Regions from separate parts of the Rattus norvegicus genome. Here region 1 is linked to region 2. A link is a contact called in public Hi-C data. All regions are on one chromosome and are shown on one strand. Each heading gives the region's core, a stretch centred on a gene start, on an enhancer-like site or on the middle of the called end of the contact. The rest is flanking DNA. Distances are from core to core; before and after follow the strand shown.

The links. Hi-C and Micro-C count contacts between places; a contact is called where the count stands out from the background.
Region 1: a Hi-C map of frontal cortex shows a contact between it and region 2, with 3 times the contacts expected there. The contact joins the promoter of Trib1 here to the promoter of Nsmce2 in region 2. A contact is called at or near these places in 1 of 12 Hi-C or Micro-C datasets (frontal cortex) and 1 of 1 datasets of contacts at active chromatin or transcription factors (oligodendrocytes).

The regions. Positions count from the first base shown.
Region 1 is chr7:93,094,750-93,099,273 of GRCr8, forward strand. Trib1 (tribbles pseudokinase 1) reads left to right here and starts at 1,252. Exons shown (of 3, transcript NM_023985.1): 1 at 1,252-2,215; 2 at 4,253-4,524. The coding sequence starts at 1,856. It overlaps LOC690120 (hypothetical protein LOC690120), which reads right to left and starts at 844. Exons shown (of 2, transcript NR_131067.1): 1 at 660-844; 2 at 1-512.
Region 2 is chr7:92,822,488-92,827,007 of GRCr8, forward strand. It overlaps Nsmce2 (NSE2/MMS21 homolog, SMC5-SMC6 complex SUMO ligase), which reads left to right and starts at 3,147. Exons shown (of 7, transcript NM_001024876.1): 1 at 3,147-3,216. It overlaps Washc5 (WASH complex subunit 5), which reads right to left and starts at 3,045. Exons shown (of 29, transcript NM_001398866.1): 1 at 2,902-3,045.

The DNA.
Region 1 (4,524 bases), core at 2-2,501, 270 kb after region 2:
TTTGATAATAGTTTCTATGCTTCGTGAGGATCCAGACTCCAAACTGACCTGGTTTGCGAAAGAAGTGGAGAGGAAGAAAGAAAAAAAAAAAGCCAAACAAACAAAACCCAGCAACACAAAATGTGGTTGCAAGCTGTTTACACAACTCAAAACTGCATGAACGTATACACGCGACCTAGTATCCCAAGCAGTGGATAGAATGACCCGTAGCTCAGTATCTAATACTCCCGGCCGCATTGGCGCCCTAGACCCTCCGGCGCGTATGCAGGCTGGAGGGGACAGGAATCTGGCGCCAGCCACGTGGGCTCCTTCCGCCAGTTCCCCACATCCTTTGTTTCCCACCGGCCGGAGCTCAGGAAGCTCTTTCTGCGAGTCACCGCGAAGGGGCGGCCCAGGAGCTTGGAGAGGCTATTTCCGTGCAATCCGGGCGGGCGGCAGGCGCGGGAGGGGCGTGGAGGTGGAGGCAGAGCAGAAGGCCCAGTGTTTGCTTTTATTTCATCCAACAGAAGGTTCTATTTGTGGAAGCGAACAGACGCTGGGGATTAGAGTTGGGAGGGGGCAGGAAAAGAGGGGAAAAAAAAAGCCACATTCACTACCACGCACAGGTCTTCCCCGGAACTACCGCGTGGGGGTGAATGACTGATAATGGAATTCATCACCTTTCCTCTCGCCCCTTCCTCCGGCTGCAGCCGCGACTCGGCGGCGCCCACAGCTCCACCGGGAGCTCCCCAGAATGCAGAGCGGCGGGGGGAACCCACCAGGGTAAAGGCGTGACCGCTGGGTCGCAGCCAGTTGCCGGTGCGGAGCCTGGAGGTGCGCGCGGACGCCCGGAGCTCGGGATCCATTGTGTTGTGTGAATGATGCGCGTGCACCAATCCGCAGTCGTTTCGCCCCCGCTGCCCCGCCCCTCCCGCCCACTTCCCCGGGAACCTGACGTCACGGGAGCTTTTCCTCCGCCTCCTCCCTGGGCTACCAGCCCGCGGGCCTGCGGTAGGGCGCGCGCAGCCTGCTGCCCAGCCCAACCTAGGGGGGCGTGTGCGCGCCCAAGGCGTCCCAGGACGTTCCCACCTGCGCCTAGGCGCGCGCGGTCGGGAGCATCTCCAGGCCTCCGGCCACCCCTACTGTCCCAGCCTCCAACTCCACCTCCTCTCCCCCTAAGTCTCCTCCCTCCGCTCCGGTGACTGCTAGCCGGGCGACGGGGCCGGAGTCGTCGCTGCCACCTCATTGCACAACCCGGCTTCCCAACTGTTTACACAGCCCGGGCTGTGAGTGTGTGTGTGTGTATACAGCGTGAGTCACCGGGAGGCGGAGGAGGTGGAGGAAAAGGAGAAGGAGTGCACTGGCCGGGATCAGTGCGGCACACACTCATATTCAGTCACTCTCTCTAAGCGCGTCTCGCTCGCTCACACGCCTGGAGCCCAGGAGCGCGCAGGATCCCGAGCGGCGCGGAAAAGTTGCACCGGCTTTTACTCAAGACTAATTGCTTTGGGAAGTGCGTTTGCTCGGTGAAGCCAACGAGCCTGCGGAATCTGTCCTCCAGGCTCAGCACCCGGGAACTCGGGCGGCCTCCACGTCCCGGGCTATCCACGGTCTCGGCAACAATAGCGGCCGCCACCGCCAGCGAGGCGTCCAGACCTGGTGCCTGCCGGGGTCTGGGGACCTTAGCCGGCCTCCCACCCTTGGACGCGTGGCCAGTGTGGTTCTCGTGTACAACATCAGCGTCCTGGAACTGCTCTCGTTTTGCTCCTTTTGGGGACCGATCCAAGCTCTATCTGCAGACTCCATCCCGCGGACTGGAAGTCGTAGCGCGGATCCAGGGATTTACAAAGCCGGGGCCGCTCCGGCCAGGGCCGCGATGCGGGTCGGTCCCGTGCGTTTTGCCCTGAGCGGCGCCTCGCAGCCCCGCGGACCGGCTCTACTGTTCCCGGCTGCCCGGGGCACCCCGGCCAAACGCCTGCTGGACACGGACGACGCGGCGGCCGTGGCGGCCAAGTGTCCGCGCCTCTCTGAGTGCTCGAATCCCCCTGACTACCTCAGTCCCCCCGGCTCGCCCTGCAGTCCTCAGCCTCCACCCTCGGCGCAGGGGACCGGCGGCAGCTGTGTGAGCGCACCCGGGCCCAGCCGAATCGCCGACTACCTGCTGCTACCCCTAGCTGAGCGCGAGCATGTGTCCCGGGCACTGTGCATCCACACCGGCCGCGAGCTGCGCTGCAAGGTAAGCATCCTGGGGCGGAGGTTGCGGGTCTGGATAGTCCACAGAAGTGCTTAAGTTCCAACCCACCCGGACCACGCTCCCGCCAGCGCTTGGCTCTGGCAAAACAGATAAGGGCATTGAGTCGGATAAGGAGGGTATTTTGGTCAGCTTCGTCTTTTTGGAGGTTGAGGGGTTTCCTGTGGATGTTAATGGTGAAAGTTCGGCGGCCTAGAGGAAGTGCAGGGTTCGGTTCTTTTATCTCTGTTCTGTTCTTTGGCGCCTGGCGTTCCATTTAAGTTTGGAATTGCAATGGATTCCAGGGCCATGCCATTGCCCTGCTCTCATCCCCCTCCTCCCCCTTGTCCTGGAAGGACGCCCTGCAGTGGGTACCTTCCTCGGGACTTGGAGCAACTGGCAATCTTTTTGCCGGAGGTTCGCGGCATGGTTTCTGCATAGACCGGAGTGGGGCTTCTACCTGGGGGATTCTGGACTTGAACTCCGGTTGGGACCAGAATACAGCCCACCCCAGGAAGTGTTAGGAGGGGGTGGTCTTAGGCCTGGGAGGGCTTATGGCCAGCGTCGGACTGTTGGAAAACTTCCAGTGGCTCGCTTCCACTCGCTTTAGTTTGAGGCCGGCAATTTTCCTTGCAACATTAGGAAGGAGTACAACTAGATACAGGATGGCCGGGCTCTCCCGGAGAGCGCCTAGCCGAGGACGGCTGCGCAGTCTGCGCTTTGTGAGTCGGACATCCTGTCTCCGGGCCACGGAGGGCCCCACCGACTCCTTTCATTCTTCTGGAGTTAAAAGTGGCATCTGGGTTTCCAACAACTCACCTGAAAGCCTCCCCCACTCCAACCCCCCCCCTCCGCGTCGCGCCCCTCCTCCCCGTTTGCTGCTGCCACCTACTGTCCACCCGCGTGAAATCTCAGACGCGTGGTCAAGCCCAGAGGAAAAACTCTTCTTGGTGGATGAGAACAGTTTTGGGAAAGAAACGGATGGGGCGGGAGGAGAGGGCAGCAGAGAGATTTTTTTCCCCCCAGTTGGTACTAGAGCAGCCACCTCAGAGGTGGGGTGGGTCTGGGTCATTGTGCAACCCCTTCCAGTTCCTCCGAGCAGATAATAGCTGAATCCAGATGGTGACAGCCCGTGTGTCACCATTTCCAGTTGCGTCTAGGATATGAGTAACCAGACTGAACAAAAGGCCCTTAAAGAGACCAACCAGCTTCTTAGAGGATTTGCTACCCATTCTGGGGGTGGGACAGCCAGGGTGGGGGTCCAGTAAACAAACAGATGGGAAAAAAAAGACTGTATAGAGGTGTCTATCCCCTCCTGTGAGGGCTTCCAGGCTACTTCGACCTGAGTCACAACCATAGGCAGGAGGCATAAGGCTGCTTTGTCAGTCTCTCCTTCTAAGTCATCAGTTCCTTCTGACTAATGACAGCTCTGCGTGTTTGCTGCCTCAGCTTCCCCATGGAGGCTGCAAAGTCACCACATTCCTTAACTGAGCACTGCTGAGCCTCCTGGGTTTGCAAGGAGACACATGCATGTTTAGCTGCTGCTTTTTCACCCTTAGGGATGCCGGGGTACATTGCACAGGCCACTTACTGTCTGCTAGGAAGAGTTACATCAGGGAGCTGGGCTTGACTGCCAGGAGCTGATGACCCTTAAAAAAGAAAAGCATGTGCAGAAGGCAATTCTTCCAATCATCCTACAATAGGGTTAGGCTTTGGTAGTGTGCTAGCCCAGATCCCAAGTCATTTGGTAGTGTGCTAGCCCAGATCCCAAGTTCGGTCCCGGAGCTGGGGACCGAACCCAGGGCCTTGCGCTTCCTAGGTAAGCGCTCTACCACTGAGCTAAATCCCCAACCCTGTCATAGCTAGTTTTAAAGGCATCATGGCAGCTGGAGCTTCAAGATGGGTAGAGAGAATAGAATATATGAATGGGGCTTATTGCCATTGAAAGACAGAGATTGAGAACTCCAGACCAAGGTCATATAGGCCCTGGGAGGCAGCCCCCTGACTTTCTAGTCCCTTAAACCGGTGACTTTCTCTCCGCAGGTGTTTCCCATTAAACACTACCAAGACAAAATCAGGCCTTACACCCAGCTGCCGTCCCATAGAAACATTACTGGCATCGTGGAAGTGATCCTCGGGGAGAGCAAGGCCTACGTTTTCTTTGAGAAGGACTTTGGAGACATGCACTCCTATGTACGAAGCCGGAAAAGGCTTCGGGAAGAGGAGGCCGCTCGGCTCTTCAAGCAAATTGTTTCCGCCGTTGCCCACTGCCACCAGTCAGCCATTGTGCTGGGGGACCTGAAGCTTAGGAAATT
Region 2 (4,520 bases), core at 1,897-4,396:
TGTCCTACCTCAGGAAGAACACAGAGTTTTAAACAAATTACTCACAATGCAAGTGCCTTGCCACACTTTTTTTTTTTAATTTAGAGAATACTTTATTAGTTTTTGCAATCAAACCCACGTATATAAGACCCCACATACTTAATACAGTGTGCCACCCCTGTACAAATGGAAAAAACCCAAGTTCAACATTTCTAGACCAATATGGCTGTTAATTTCTGTACAGTGCCAACTCAACACAGCAAACGGGGATACTTTCCTCGAAAGTTGACAGCACAGGTAAAGCTTCAAAAAATTCAAATTATATATCTGTATATATATATTTATATTTATATAAAAAGACCAACAATAGCAGTGTGCTATGCATCAACAGCAGCAACAGCTCCTCCAGGTTCTGCAGTCATCCGAACAAAACTGTAGAGACATCCAGCACACTCCATTAAAAAAAAAAAAAGTAAAAAAACAAAACCCGAGAAAACAGCACAGTTCTGCTACTCCTGTGGTACCTGGCACCATTTTTTTTTCAAATTAGCTTCTCAATCATCATCTGGAAAGAAAACATTCTGAGCAACATCATCAAAAACAGCTCTGATAAAGCACGGCCACCACCACGTATCATAAAGCAGGCACAAGCCATTTTACATCCACAGAGGTATGATACAGTACTGTCCCACATCCACAACACTAGAGGATACAATTCAAAAGTCACCATTTGAGACTTGATTCCACCTTTCCAGCAGAGGGCCCAAAGGATGGTGCGACACAGCTTTGCAAAGAAACATACTCCAGACAGGATTTCCTTTCACTAGTGGCACACTTCTAAGGATTCATTCTCTCCATGAATGTCAGCTAAAACCGCCATTAAAAAAATGAAATATCCCTAGAACAAAACCGTATAACCACCGGATTCAAATGAAGATGACCTAGTGGAGACAAGCTGGACCCCACCCCACCAACAAGCCACCAAATCTGCTATGTTTAAACAGTGAGACCTCCAAGGAAGGAGATGCCAAGCAGTGCTTCAAAGCCTCGGACCACAATCAAACACAGCATCCTCCTCAACAGAAGCAGAAGCTCATCTGAACATGCTCATGGATGCCGACATCAACATTCAATCATCTCCTCACTCATCCAGGAAGAGGGGGAGACCAGTCACCACTGTACCTCATTGTGTTCAACCAAATCACCATGCCACAAAAATAGTCTTGCCACACTTTTGAAGACTAATGTCAAGATAATAGAAAGAATAAACCACTTCAGTTACATTAGCACATCTAGTTGCACTGTGACATAGTAGATCTAACCAGGACAAGTTACATTTTTCATGTAACTTATTTCATAAGAATATTTTCTAAACTGGCCCAGAGTCATAGAATCAAATGACCATCACTACAGGTGCCTAATCATGTAGCTATTTAAGACAAAAGCAGTGAGTTTTACAAGGTGTGATGTGGAGAAGTAAATTTTATAAAGGCTAATGCAAGTTTGGCCTTTCCTGAATGAGGTTAAAAAAACATTCTAGAAGAAGTTACATTGAATCATTCTTTTGGAGCTGGCTTTCACACAATGGAAGAAAACGTGCAAACAGCAGTACTCTCACTCTAGGTTGAACTGAATTGTTAATGGCATGGAATGAAAGCACAAATCTTAATTCCCTTCTTAATAATATTTTATAGGTTAAAGTGTGGCAGCTTTAGGACCATGGCATGGAACCTTAATTTTTTTGTATAGGAAGAACCTCTTGTCAAAGGAACATGTTTTCAAGAATGGTATCCTGATACTCAGAAATTGCAGAACAAAATTTCTTTAGTAAATTAAAGTGTAGATGACAAAAGAAGATGGATTTTATTTATTTATTTTTTTATCTTTTTAACAAAACTTCAGATCCCTAAAGAAAGCAGTCTCAAACCCATAATGGATACTCTCTCATAGAAGTTCTGGAATAAGCTTGATCATAAAATTATATTTATTTTTATTTTATGTCCATTGGTGTTTTGCCTGCATCTATGTCTGAGCGTGTTGGGTCCCCTGGACCTAGAGTTATCGACAGTTGTGAATCACCATATGGGTACTTGGAATTGAACCCAGGGCCTCTGGAAGAACAGTCTTAGTTGTTGAGCTATCTCTCGAGCCCTGATTCAGTAATTCTTAACAACATCTAAGACAACTTTCCTTTCTGACCTTTTAATAATACATGTTGTGGTGACCCCAACCATAAAATTATTTTCGTTGCTACTTAGTAACTGTAATTTGGCTACTGTTAAGAATCATAGTGGAAACGTTTATGGAGACAGAGATTTGTCAAAGGGGTCAAGGGACCCACAAGTTGAGAACAGCTGACCTAAGGCAAGTGTCCCTGGTTGTGAAAGGAGGCAATAAAACTCCTTCACTATCCCTCGTCTATAAAGAAATCAAGAGTCCAACTTTTTTTTTTTTATGAGTTCAACTTTTAATTTTCCTATCATAGAAGAAGTAGGACTCAGTGGAATCACCTGCCAGCTATGGCGCCATGTCTCAGGTGATTGGGGTGTGGGGGGAGCTAAGGTGTAGAGGAACGACTTGCACAAACTCACAGTGCGTGACAGGACTTTTAACACCTTTTCGTCCTCCCTCACGTCAGTGACTCCTTGATTTTCTGGAGAGTAAGTGAAAGATCAGTCGCATTAGCAAGGCACCGCTCCTTGAAACTTACAAGCTCAGCTATGGGCCAAGTAGCTGAGCTTCACCACTAAAGTTTCAAAGAAGCGTGCAAGAGTTGTTTCCATGAAGGCATAGGTGAACGTCAGGCATGCAACCCCAACCCTGCAAGCCCTAGGTTTTCCTGGTGGCTCCCGGGACCAGTACCCGACGTGGCCCTCGGGGGAAGGAAAGGGCCTCGAACCCGCAGGCCCGCCTCCGACTCACCTGCCAGCGGTCCGATGCTGGCCGCGTAAACTGGACACCCGGGTCCCCCTCTCGCGCTCCAGAGATCTCCTAGAGTCCCGGGTTGCAGAGAGTCAGCTTCCCGGACCCTGGTTTCTGTCCTGGTTCCCAGCCCGTCACGTGACCGAGGGGCGGCGGCCCGGGCCCGAGCATCATGTGATCGTTCGCGGGCGCTAAATGATGACGCAGAGCGCGCGCGGGGCGTTTCAGCCACTGGAGAAGTAGGCTGAGGAAAGGAATCGGGGTCTGGGTGTGCGACGTTCGGCAAGATATCGCTGAGCTAGGTGGGACAGCCAGGTAAGATCCAGGAGGAACGGCCATGGGGTTCTGGCGGGTGTTGTCATCTCCCTCTGTGCTCAGGGAACCTAGGCCTGGCCCTCGTCACCTGCAGCAACTACATGGAGGCAGGTTATGCCCACGACCGCCTCTCGTGGAGAAGATTACCACTATGTAATTCAAAACAAAACAAAAACTGTTTTGAACTGACTTTTAAAACAGAGGCATGAACAGGTAGCTCAGATGTACTCAAGGCCACAGGTGCCGTTTCACTTCTGCACGTGGAGGTGTTAGCCTTGGTGTGAAAGAAGAGGGGGAAGAGGAATGTGGGGGCAACCTTATTGGGCATGGGCAGACTGAAATGGCAGTAGTTTTATTGCTAATTTGGTAACTTAACGAGTTCGTCCTGATCATTTCATTTTCATGAGGAGACGTTTCATATCTCCTAATGTATGTTTCTGTTTAAGGAGGTCCCAACATAAAGGAATGGCAGATGTCAGCAATTAGCTGTGTTAAGTTATATAGTAGAGATGTGCGTTAGGAACTGAGAAGGCGTGTGAAGAACAGGAGCCATGGCGAGGGAAGGCTTCAGAGAGAAGGGTGTGTACATGGTGGCATGCTGAAAAAGGAGACATAACTATTGAAGTTGTGAGAGCACCTTGGGTTTAAAGGAGGTCTAACTTTTTGTTTGTTTGCTCTGTGCCTACTGTAATGCTGTACAGAAACATGTGAAGCAGTGTTTTCCTGTTTACATTAAAAAATGGCTTAATTGACAGCCACTCTTCCAGGAATATAAGGGAAGCAAAATAGTGCGCTGAGCTCAATAGCTCGGTGAGACTTCAGGAAATGCATAACTTCGTTGTAGATTGTCTTGGAAGCTGTAGGTACTGGGAACAAAAAGATCAATGTTATTGGAAAAAGGAGCCAAGAAGAGGTCAGTTTAAATCAGTGTTTCTTAACCAATGTGATGATTACATTTTGTCTTAAGATGACTTTTTTTTTTTTTTTTGTAGTGAGAGACTGTACTGTATTTCCTAGAATTTTATCAGTATCTGACCTCTACTTCATGGATGCTAGTCTATGTCCCCCATCCCTATCCTCTCCAGTTCCACGGTCAAAAACGTCCCCTCATGATGTTAAATGTTCCCTGGTAGGAGACCCCTCCAAACCCTAGGTTAAACCAAGCCCCAAGGAATAGTGTTAGAATGTTCAGATGTCCATAAACCAGTTATATCTTAGTAGTTTTAAAAGCATCAAAACCTAATGTCTTTTGATTGTAGAGACTGAGAATTCTGAGGCCAACTTACCATTAGACATGTTTTCTG